2 separate regions of the Mus musculus genome follow, and region 1 is linked to region 2. A link is a contact called in public Micro-C data. All regions are on one chromosome and are shown on one strand. The core of a region is the stretch at or near the end of the contact, and the rest is flanking DNA. Distances in the headings are between cores, read along the strand shown.

Evidence for each region. Hi-C and Micro-C count contacts between places; a contact is called where the count stands out from the background.
Region 1: a contact with region 2 is called in a Micro-C map of the G1E-ER4 cell line, with 5 times the contacts expected there. The contact joins two enhancer-like sites. A contact is called at or near these places in 1 of 39 promoter capture datasets (embryonic stem cells), 2 of 15 datasets of contacts at CTCF or cohesin (the G1E-ER4 cell line and embryonic stem cells), 30 of 484 Hi-C or Micro-C datasets (the Ba/F3 cell line, the G1E-ER4 cell line, the HL-1 cell line and 9 more), 10 of 115 datasets of contacts at active chromatin or transcription factors (the NIH/3T3 cell line, differentiating embryonic stem cells, embryonic stem cells and 3 more) and 5 of 9 other capture datasets (adipose tissue, embryonic stem cells, embryonic tail and 2 more).

What each region holds. Positions count from the first base shown.
Region 1 is chr6:31,656,054-31,661,886 of GRCm38.p6, forward strand. The region is part of intron 1 of Gm13846 (a long non-coding RNA gene); the gene reads left to right. Among named protein-coding and RNA genes, the nearest start is that of Gm13848, 7.2 kb to the right of the region's middle. Within about 2 kb of position 3,993, at least 22 of the 459 cell types and tissues checked have an H3K27ac peak or open chromatin away from gene starts, as enhancers often do. A contact at or near this core is called in the Ba/F3 cell line and the G1E-ER4 cell line, where this site is marked.
Region 2 is chr6:31,525,400-31,531,567 of GRCm38.p6, forward strand. Podxl (podocalyxin-like) reads right to left here. Exons shown (of 8, transcript NM_013723.3): 2 at 3,059-3,637; 3 at 1,148-1,356; 4 at 803-874. Among named protein-coding and RNA genes, the nearest start is that of Podxl, 35 kb to the right of the region's middle. Within about 2 kb of position 3,337, at least 11 of the 459 cell types and tissues checked have an H3K27ac peak or open chromatin away from gene starts, as enhancers often do. A contact at or near this core is called in the Ba/F3 cell line and the G1E-ER4 cell line, where this site is marked.

The DNA.
Region 1 (5,833 bases), core at 2,743-5,242, 130 kb after region 2:
ATATCTTGCTAGTGCGGATGCTTAAATGATTTTCATGAGGAAAGGCGGTTACGAGAGTCTTGAATCACCCCTGTGACTCAGTGAGCATCTCTAGGGTGGCGACAGTGTTTCTATCATTTTGTAAAAACACATTAAAAATGGCATGCCGAGGGCTGGAGAGCTGGCCCAGAGGTTAAGAGTGTGTGCTGCTCTAACAGAGGACCTGAGTTCGGTTCCCAGTACCCATGTTAAGTAGCTCACAACCATCTGCAATCCAGCTCTGGAGGATATGACACCTCTGCTGGGCTTCACCTGCGTTAACCCCCACACAGAAACTCATGTGTATACACAGTGAACATCTTTTTAAAAAGGCACGCAGAGACTTTTGTGCTTAGAGTTATTTTTCTTCTTTCTGACACTGTTGTTTTTGGTTTCCCTCTTTGTGTGACAGCCCTAAGGAACGCTTTTCAGAGCTTGACTTTAAAGCGCAGGCTAAAGCTGGCCATGGTGGCACACGCCTCTTCTCCCAGCACGTGGGAGACAGATGCAGGCAGATCAATGTGAGTTTGAAGCCAGCCTGGTCTACATAGGGAGTTCCAGGCTAGCCAGAGCTGCACAGTTGAAACTCTCTCTGAGAAAACAAACAAATGAATAAACGAGTGAACACTCCCCCCCCAAACACACACACCAGTCACTATGATTTCAGGACCAAATGGATACCAAGACTGTTGGAAATTTTTGCCCATTTGTATTGACAGGTGTGTAGGTCAACTTCTAGTTGACTTTTAGTTGTAGTGAGGAAGTACCCAAGGCTATTCACTTTTGAGAAAAAAAAAGGTTCACAAGGCTCACACTTCTACAGGCTTCAGCCCTTACCTGGCTGGCTCCATTATTTTGAGCTGTGGTGAATAAAAACATCACGTTGGGGAGCAAGTGATGCAGTAAAGATGGTTACTTCATGGCTAAGGAGAAGAGGGGGTGCAGGCTCACTAGAAGCTCAAGTTCCAATATGTCTTTCAAGAGTAGGAACCCACAACCAAACTTCTTCCTACAAGGCCCCAGGTCCCTTTACCTCCTAATAAAGTCACAGGCTGGTGACCAAGCTCTCAGCACATGACCCACCTCAGGTGAGTGTCAATCACCACAGCAGCGCCAGGCCAGACTCATGATATGCTGGGAGGCACATGGTGGTATCCATCTGTAACTTCAGCACCCAGAAGTGGAGGTCCATCCTTGGCTAGGTTTGCAATAGCTCAGTTGGTAAACTGTGCATCCTGCATGCAAGACCTGCTTTCCACCCTGAGAACCTACATCTAAAATCAGGGTGTGATAGTGTGCCCTTGAAGTCCTATTGTGGAAGAGGAAGAGTTAAGCTGATTTCTGATTCCTAGGGCTCACTGACCTAACCACACAAGAGACTGCTGACTAGTTTGGTATTTTGGGGGTGGGGTGGGCGGGTGGGTTGTTTGCTTGTTTGTTTAGAGCTACAGAGCTTTGAACTCACAGAGATCCATCTGCCTTTGTCTCCCAAGTGCTGGGATTAAAGGGATGCACTCCCATGCCCCTTCTTAATTTTTGCGTCAATTTGACATAAGGAAGGGTTATCTGGGAAGAAGGAATTTTAATGGAGAAAGCACCACCAAAGGAGTTTTCTGTAGGTAAGTCTGTGAAGGGCGTTTTCTTGATTGATGATTGACATGGGAGGGCCCAGCCCATTGTGTGTGGGGGTCCTGGGCTGGGGGGAATCCTGGGATATAGAAGAAAATCAAGTGAGCAAGTCAGGAGGAGCAAGCCAGTAAGCAGCACACCTCCATGGCCTCTGCTTCAGTTCCTGCCTCCATTTCCCTACCCTGTTTGAATTCCTGTCCTGACTTCCTTCAGTGATGGACTGTTACCTGGAAGTACACGATGAAATAAATCCTTTCCTTCCCAAGTTGCTTTTGGTCATGGTGTTTTATCACAGCAATGGGAGTCCTAAGATCCTGTTTTGTTTGTTTGTTTGTTTGTTTTAAATAAACCTTTCCAAACCAAGATGAATGGTACCCGAGGAATACCATTCAAGACTAACTTCTGGCCTCCACACCCATGCGCATGTACCAATACATTCATCAATGACTCTACAGCAAGTTCAATGCTAACCTAGGCTGCATGAAACTGTTTATTAAAACAAAACAAAGAAAAAATTTGAAGAGACAGATATATTCTGGGCAGGGTTTCCTCCCCACAGCCACTCAGCATTTAGTTGAGAAACTAGGCTGGTATCATTTTCTTGCATTTGGCAAAAATCACATGAGGAGCAACCTGAAAGTATACGTTGTCAGTCCGGACCATCCTCCTTTATCAAAGCTACTGCGTTTGTCTTCTTTCTACACCCAGGACACTTTGGAGGCAGATCGCTTGCTTATTGGTACCTCTCTTCCCCTTTTCAAAAATCCTTGGAGAATTTTCTCGCCCAGTTTTTCTTCCTCAGCACCTGGCCACATTTCCTGCACACAACAGCCAGTCAATAAATATCTGTTGTGGCTGATGATGATCAAGAGTGAAATTGAGGAAGCCTTTCATGTGTTGATAATGGCGGTGCTGTGCATCGGATCGGGCGCGAGGGGCTGCCGGAAGCATCGATGATTGTTGTCGCAGTCTCGTCTCCCCGCGCCGACTTAGCAAGCCTCTGATTGAACGATGATAAGGGTATCATTTTGCTGCATTAGGAGGAAAAGGTATATGGAGATTTGATGTGAGTAGTGTTTCATAACTTTCTCTGGATAAAAATAGGGGCATTTGTCTTCTTTCATCTAAGGCTGAATCATTTCTGAAATGGAGCCTTAAATTCTGAGGTGCAGAACATTTCCAGCTAAGCATCCTTGAGAGAGCTCGCTTGCTTCATGGTTTGTTTTTTTCCCTGGCCAAATGGGGAGTAAGATTGCAGAAACCTGTTACCTCCTGATAATTGGAGCTCTGAATGGGCGTGTGCCCACAGAGAGTGGCAGTCACTCCCGGGAGGCTCCTCGCCCTAGGCTGGCTTTGTTTCACCCTAGAGCTGTGACTCAGGGGGACCACAAGGTGTTTTTAGAAAGAGAAATGAAGGGGTATCCTGCATACTGACATTTGTGGGGTACCCATTATTGTGCCAGGCACCGTGCAGAGGACAGAGACCTATCCCTTTTCCAGGGAATTGGGGTGGGTTTTGTGTGTGTGTGTGTGTGTGTGTGTGTGTGTGTGTGTGTGTGTGTGTGAGAGAGAGAGAGAGAGAGAGAGAGAGAGAGAGAGAGAGAGAGAGAGAGACTGCCTCACCCAATCCCTAATAGACGCTAGGAGTTCAGCTCATAAGGGTGGTTAGTGCAGGGTTGCTGATGAGGTTTGGGTAAAGAAAGGCTGGAGGCAGGCATAAATGGTCTTGGTGATGCAATTACTTTTTTTTTGTATTTATTTTTAGCCTATGTACAAAATGTTTTACCTGCACATATATGTATGGATACCACATATGGTGTCCTCAGAGGTCAGAAGTTAGCAGCGAATCCTCAGAATCTGGACTTATAGATGCTTGTGAGCTGCTGGGTGGGTGCTGAGACTCAAACGTGGGTCTTCTACAAGAGCAGCCAGGGCTCTTAACCACCGAGTCACCTCTTCAGCCTCTCCACCTTAATTTTTTGAGACCGTGTTCCTTGCTGAATTTGGAGCTAGACTGACCAGTGAGTCCCTGAGATCCTCTTGGCTTTGCCTCCCTGGTGCTGAGATTACAGACCCACGGCTGCCGTGCCCAGCTTTTTACATGGTATGCCCGGTGTGCAATTAAGGTCCTCATGAGTACCTGACAAGCACTTTACTGACTGAGCTTTCACCGTATCCCCAAATACCTCAATATGTGAAGGGGATGGCTTCAATCCATACCAACGGGAGATGTAGGTTTTTATTAGGGTGATAAAAACTAAGAAAAAAGTCAAGGGTTCCAATTACCTTAGAAGGTCAGAAGGGCTACTGTCTGTCATGTGGTCAATTACCCCAGGATTGTCCTCTGAGAGGGTTAGCCACGCCCCTCCATGGCTGCATCTCAGTCCATCTGCATACACTCTTTCTTCACGCCAGTGGTGCCTCCCGCCACCTCCTCTGCTCTCTTGCTCCATGCTTTGTGAGAAAAGGGACAGAATATAGTATGGTAGAAGGTCCTGGGGGTGGGGATGGGGGTGGGGGAGAGGAGTCCACAGTAGTCCTTTGGCTGTTAGAACCAAGACTGGCTACATTGTTTCATTGAGACAGTGTCACCTGGCAAAAGGATCCTGGTTTATCCTTAAGGTTGGGGTGAAGGTGAGAAATAAAGTAGGTAAAGACAGTAGCCACAGACAGCCTTCCCTCCCCTCTTCTGGGAAAACCAGCTCACGGTTGGCCCATAAGTCTTGCCACTCCCCAAAGAAGCCTCTTGCTAGATCCCCTAGGCCATGGTCACCCAATGATTCGGGTTCAGCAAACAGCTTCCTCTGGTGTCATGTCTTCCCTAATGGAATGACTGCTTACCATACCCAGTTAGAGGAGAAGTGCTCTGCAGATCGAAGCTGGCTGAGTCAGGCCCAGAAAGGAAGGAAAGAGATCACCCCAGTAGGGAGATTGGCTTAGGGAGGCTTGAGAAGGGTCATGGCGCAGGCGGAGGGTCTGTTAGTGTGTGAGGCAGAGGACTAGTCACATGTAGTAGCTGGATACTAAGTCTGGCAGTCTGTAAATGGTAGTGTCAGAAAAGCGGTGGCCTGGTCTGCAGAAAGTGAGGGGAGCAGGGACGAAATGGGCAGAGCAGGTCCCCCTGCCACCATCTCCTAGCCCTGAAGGTGGGATCCTGTGGGAAAAGCCTCAGAGACTGAAAGAACTAGGTCGGTATCTCCGTTAGGGTTAAGCAGGGACATAGTTGCAGTGCTAAAGTCTCTCCACCAGAGGGCGAGAAAGCCCCACATATGAGACCTAAAGGACAGTGGTTGCAGATCAGAATTAGGTCTGCATGGGGAGAGCGTTAGACTGAAGAATTAGGCCTGCCTATAATCATTCTCACCGAGAAAGAGTAGGCAAACGTTTCCCAGCATCTAAAGCCACATGGAACAGAGCATAACTTGTGGGCGTGCTTGCCCTGGTGGGGTGACACTATAAGGTACCCACCCCTCCACCCCACCCGGCTGACACAGGAAAGATCTCATTTGGATCATGTCAGTTCTCCACTTCTCTGATTCATTGTTCAAAATGGGGGGTTAACTCCAATTTTATCTGAGAGGACACTGGCCCGTGAGAGCATCACTGGAGGTGTCAGGGCCACACCTTCTGCTCTGAGGACCCTGGAGACGGATCACCACTGCTCATGGGCCTGGCTGAGGGGCCTGCCTTTGTTCAGTTGTAGGCAGGACAGTCTCAGAATCAGACTGAAGCCAGGGCAGCTGCACAACACGTTGACCCTAGGGTTCATCATCCTTGATATGAATATTAAAGACCAGCTCTTAACTAAGGTCCATCATCAGGGATGATGTCAGCGCACCAACATTCTCTTGAGAGTGAAGGCAGCAGAGTTCAGCAATGGCAGTGGTGGGGGCTCGCCCTCTCTCTGTCCCTTGAGCCTGAGCACTGGTTTGAATCATGGAGGGAAGGGAGTCCTTGTGAGTAATGAAGGGAGATGGGAGAGGCCGTGAGATCACACAGTCTTTTTTTTGTAACATCACATTTTTTATTGATTACTTGAGAATTTCATATACTGTACCCCAATCTCACTAGGCCTCCCAGATCCAGCCCTCAACTCTTGTGACCTTATCCCAGAAAAAAGAAGAGAACAAGAGGAGGAGGAGGAAGAGGAGGAGGAGGAGGAGGAAGAGGAGGAAGAAGAAGAGGA
Region 2 (6,168 bases), core at 2,087-4,586:
CTCAGCTGGGAGTGGGATTAAACAGGGTACAGCACTCCTCCATTGCCAGGGGAGAGAGGCAATCCCGGGATTGAAATCTGCCGTTCTCCAGCCTCTTGTTGCCACCTCAGGCTGATAGGGAAAGTGAGGCATGCAGAATAGGCAGAAGGGGGTTCTGGGGGTGTCCACAGGGTTACTTACACAAACCTAAGCCCAAAGAAGACGGAAACAGGGCTTTAGGGATGATGCTGAAGTGTATAAGCTACGGGCTGCAGAAATGTCTGCAAAACTGGCAGTGACCAGTAGAGGGCAGCCACCTCCTGCACCAAGGAGGTCAAGAGCTATGCAGTGCAGCCCCACCAAGCCCTGGGTCCCAGAACACTGGTGGTGTGAAGGGAGCTGTACACATTTCTATACCTTCTTATATGGAACTATGCAGGAGACCAGGGACTATGACTCCACTATCAGGACAGAGAGTGATTGCTCAGATCAGAACTCTTTTCTGAGGCCCTAGAGAATGAACTGGGGACCTCGAGCGCTAATCAAAGCTTTCTCTAGCACTCCTGTTACTTTTAAAGAGAAAGTCTCATTAAGTTGCCAGGGCTAGCCTCTGTTACACGCTGTGGCCAAGACGCGACTTTGACTTCAGTCCTTCTGCCTTAATATCCTAACTAGCTGGAACTAGAGGCCTGAGCCACAGGCCCGTGTGCACTGCCTGACTTAGATAAATCTGAAGCGTAGGTGGGGAACATCTACTCCCTTTGAGGAGTTGATGGGCAGGGTGGGATGTAGGGTGAGCTGGGGCTCGGGCACGTGTACTCACGCAAAGGCTGGCTCTTGTGAGGTTCAGAATAAGGAGTTCCTCATCTGGCCTTATGGGAGGTTCACAGTTTAGCTGGAAGAGGTCAAAAGATGAAGGTTTAGGCAGGAAGTCACCTGATCTTGGATTCTCCCCTTGGTGGGGGTGGGTGACACAGGGGAAGGGCACATGGCAAACTCAGGCATGGCTAGTCAGTTTCTCAGACAGGAGTACCTGGCTGCCCAGGGGTCAGAATAGAGGAAACGGCAAACAGACAACTTTTCCTTAGAGTGTCCAGCCAGGGACCCTGAGAAGGCCAAAGGAAAGGACTTCCCTTGAGTTTCTCATCCCACCCTCTGCTAGAATTACCTGGTAATTTCCAAAGGCCCAGATGGGAGAGGGTGTGCTGGGGCCTGGAGGGGCCACGGGAGTCCCATTAGAGATGAGGTGTGTGAACTCTTCAGTCGTAGTTCCCACTGTAGACGCCATAGACTGTTGCAGTGTGGAGACGGGCAATGTAGTGATGCCTGGTGTCTGGCTGGTGAGGGGCTGAGTGGCTTCAGAGGTGCCCAATGGTTCTGTAACAGACAAGGCAAAGGCTGAGGAGAACACAGTCTTTACTGGCTTCATGATTCTCACAAGCTGAAACCAGTAGCTATGAAGAGGAAAGAGGCAGAAATGAAGAAGTGGGGTCCTGGGCTCCAGGGACAGAATGAGTTAGACTTGGATGAAGTAAGAACTAAGTAGGAGTCACAGGAACTATGCTACAATTACCTCTCTGAGGCACAGGTGGGCCATAGCTAACACACTGCGCAGGCTCTGTAGGAGGGGTTGTGCTTTGTGTTTCAAAGACTTGCTCCTTTAGGACGGTCCCTGCTTATCAACAGGGAAACTGAAGCTCGGTGACTTGTCCAAGGTCACAGGGCACAACCGCAAAAGAGGAGGATTTCAACAGACCATTCTGAGCCTGTGCACCTGCTATAGGGTGTGGCCCTGTCCCCCAGGGCATAGGCTAATGCTCAGAAACTCTCACTCAGGATTTTAAGGTTCCTGAGCCGGCCATAGATTCTGACACTAATTTAAAGACTGGCACTTTAAAAACTAAATAAGCAGAAGCAGACATAAGACAGGATGTGACAGTGCACAGCTTTAATCCCAGCATCCGGGGGGCTGAGGCAGGCGGAGCTCTGTAAGTTTGGAGCCAGGCTGGTCTACAGAGTGGGTTCCTTCCAGGCCAGCCAGTCTCAGAAAAGGAAGGAAGGGAAGGACAGAGGAAGGGAGAGAGGGACAGAAGGAAGAAGGGAGGGAGAGAGAGAAGGAGGAAGGAAAGGAAGGGGCCAGAAAACAGCAGTATGCATACCATGCCACAAGTCCCGAAAGAAAGAACGAAAGCTCGAAGGAGTCAGCCACCCACCCTCCTGTCCCATTACATGGGTCCCTGGGGTCCAACTCAGGTCATCAGGTTTAGCAGCAAGTGCCACATGCTGACATTTATTTATTTATTTATTTATTTATTTTTACTTAATTAAAAGTGTATTTCTTACAGTGGATTGCTACCAAGCAAGTTTGAGACGCAGTTTTAGAATTCTCTAACACCCTGCGGCCACAACCTGTGGCACAAGCCTGGGCATAGATTCTGGCTTCGTTGAATCTATACACTGCTAGCCTCTATCACTGCTAAAAGGGGTATCCAAGGCTAGGTCTGATGAAGGCAGAAGACACGTAGAAGGGTTAAAACTCAGCATACACCGATATCTTCCAACTGACTGGTAGTATGAGAAAATGCACTGCCAAGTCTCCCCCCCCCCCCCCCCCCCCCACACACACACACACACACATTTTACCTGCATTTTTTGTCTACGGACCAAATGTGTGCAGTGCCCAAGTAAGCCAGAAGAGGGAGTCAGACGATTACAAATGGTTGTCAAGCGCCATGTGTACGCACCATGTGTATGTTGAGAATTGGACCTAGGTCCTCTGTAGGAGCAACCAGTGCTCTTACCAGCTGAGCCATTTCTCCAGGCCTTCTCATGTCTTAAGAAAAACAAAAGCGGCCTGACATGGCAGAGCACACCTTTAATCCCAGTACTCAGGAGGCAGAGGCAGGTAGATAGATCTCTGAGTTTGAGGCCAACCTTGGTCTACAGAGTATGAGTTCCAGGGCAGCCAAGGCTACAGAGTGAAACCCTTTCTTGAAAAACCAAAAGAGAGAAAAAAAAAAAAAAGGAAAAAGAAGGAAGGAAGAAAAGCAAAAACAAAAAATGCCAAGGAATGACTTACTGTGTGTAGTGGGCTTCCATGTCAGTGTAGAGTTGTCAGTGCTGGGCGTGGAGCCAGAGCTGCTGGGAACAGCAGCAGGGGTATGCTGCCCCACAGGATGGCTCGCTGTGCTCGGTGAAGAATCCACAGGCTGCTGAGGGCTTGTTGTGTTGTCTGTTGTGGGGGTAGAAAGAAGCTTTGAGGTGGTATTAAGGTCAGTAGGCTGAGAAGAGACGTTGATTAGCCCCAAAGTGGTTGTTGGGGCTGTGGTAAAACTGTCACCGCTCTTGCCTCCAGAGGAGGCTGTTTGTCCACTGCTACTGGTGAAGGCCGTGCTACTGGGAGAGCTTGTTTTAGTCTTGTCCACCTCGGAGACACTGGAAGTCAGATTGCCACCGCTTTGATTGCTCGTGGGGTTTGGGGTGGAGGTCGGCATAGATGGAGATTGGGTTGAGGTTGTGAATGGTGTAGGGTTGCTTGGCTGGGTTGAAGCAAGTGTAGATGCCACTGGGTGACCAGTTGTGACTTCTGTTGATGTTGTGGCACTTTGGTGGCTCTGGACAGTGCTAGATTTGATAGCAGATGTGCTAGTCTCATTTCCTGTCGATAAAGACAACACAGAATCAAGCCAGGTGTTAGCCAGAGAGTTTGTGGACTTCTCTAGCTCATTCCCAAGTGCACGAGCTTCCTACCCATCTCTGGCATTCGCCTTGCTGAAGCCTGCATCCTTCATGAGTCTACAGTTACATCGTCCCTCAAGTTTGCCATGGGATTCTGCAGTCCCACCCCCAACCCCACCCCGCAGCTCCCAGATGCCCTGCCTTCCAAAACATTACAAGTACCGACAAAAGCCACATAGCCTTTCCACGGATGATACAGCCAACAAGGACAAATGGATGACAGACTGCGGTTACCCAAATGTTCACAAGGACCCTCTGTGGACTGTGCTAGGGAAAAGCAGTGTGCTTGGGTTGGGTTTAGCTTGGCAGCTTAACCTAAGTGGGGAACGGGTCAAGGAAGAGAGGCTTTTTATTGGTTTAAAAGAATGTGTGTTGAGGGCATTGCTATAAAACAGGACTTGTAGTGACTTGTGTGGAACAAGACCCAGAACCTACAACCCCAGGGAGATGACATGAAGACAGGACAACTGAATAACAGACTCAGGTAACTTCAGGAAGAATGAACAAGGAAAGAAAATGGAGAGGGGTGGGAGTTGGGGATGGTGGCGGCGAGAGAAGCAGCTACCCTGCGTCTCTTGCTGTGTTAAGACACCTTGATCAAAAGCAACTCCATGGATAAGTCTGGGTTTGCTATGGATTTATATCGGGGAGTTAAAATAAGACCTTAGAAGCAGCATATCCAGTCGCAAGCATGGAGGATAACCATGTGAGTCCTCAGCTGCTACTCTGCTCTGTTGGCATCCATGCCTGAAGGAGGGTGCCACAATGGGCTGGGTCTTCCTACATCAATAAGCAATCAGGATAATCTTCCACAGACAGGCCCACCAGGCCAACTTGATCTTGATAATCTATTACTCCACGAATACCCTCTTCCCAAGATGGCTCCAGGTTGGATCAAGTTGGCAGTTAAAGGTAACCAACAGAGCTCAGCCCTTGTCAACTTGACCCGCAAATTCATCACTTTAAGCCGCTAACAGCAGCACCCTAAGGACCATTAAGCTAAAAGGAAGGATGTGGGAGCAAGAAGCATCTCCAACAGAGAAAAACAGGACAACATGTGAAGGTCTCAAGTCCGGGGAAAGGGACTACGGGAAGACACGGATGTCTGCATGGAGCTTAGAGAGTGGGGGAGGGGGCGCTGAGACTGCAGGTCTTAGAGAGTGGGCTGTCAAACCGAACAGTTCTGAGAACAGAACGAGGTTCTCTTAAAAGTATATCCCAGCCCAGGTGTGCTGAGGCAGTCTTTTTGCTGAGGCAAAAGCAGGTCGATCTCCGAGAATTCCAGGCCAGGCTGGTCTACACAGATCCAGAAGAGCCAGGGCTACATAGTGAGACCCCATCTCAAGAAAAGAAAATTATATAATATATATATATATATATATATATATATATATATATGTATGTATGTATAATATACATATATAAATATTTATATAAAAATATATTAAAGATTATATATGTGTGTGTGTGTGTGTGTGAGAGAGAGAGAGAGAGAGAGAGAGACTGGGATCTTGTCTATTTATGGAATATATATATATATATATATGTATATATATATATATATATATATATATATATCTCCTAGATCAAATGATCCCTAAGTTCAGAGGCCAAAATAAGGCCTTTAATCTTATTTACATGGAAGAGATAAAGCACCATGCTTTCACCTTTGTAGAATGTGATCTAAAGGGAGAAAGTCTACAGAGAGGACCAGTAGGGTGTCTATCAGTCACCCAGGGGAAGGGCTGGTGGCTGGAGCTAGACACTACAGACAAGCAATGGTTGGAGATTCATGACTGTATTTGAATCGAGCCAGTGTGGGGAAGGAGGAAAATCAGAGACTGTGAGAGGGTATAGGTGATTCCCGGTTTTGTCCTTCAGCAGAAGGGAGGCTGTGTGGGGAAGGGGTGCCGTGGCCAGCCTACATTTCTGTGTGGACGACTCCTCACCCTATGAGACAGGCCAGACACAGGCTGAAAATGCTGCCCAGTATTCCCTGTGTCCACAAGCAGGTGTCAATTGCATGGGACATGCATCTAGCTGGGAAGGGAAGAAATCATAATGGCACAGAAGGAGACCGTGTTCAAGCGCAAACAGTCCTGACAGGTGATGCTAGTGAGTATCCCAAGCTCCGCTGGGCATCTTGAACCACAGTCTGAAGAGGGGATGTGTTTCTCCATAAATAGGCAAGATCCCAGTCTCTCTCATACATGGTATGGCACCATCAAGCCTTGCAGGAGCCAAAGGCAGTCAAAAATCTATAAAGGGGACAGTATTCTGGTTCATGAAGTGACATTTGTGGGACTGACTGCTATATATGACTGAAGGGCACACATAATAGAATGTCATATTTAAATTAAAAAAGCAATCAACCCAGATGTAGTGGTGCATATCTCTTGTCCCACTACACAATGAGTTCAGGGAATTTGGACCACTTGAGACAGTTTCAAC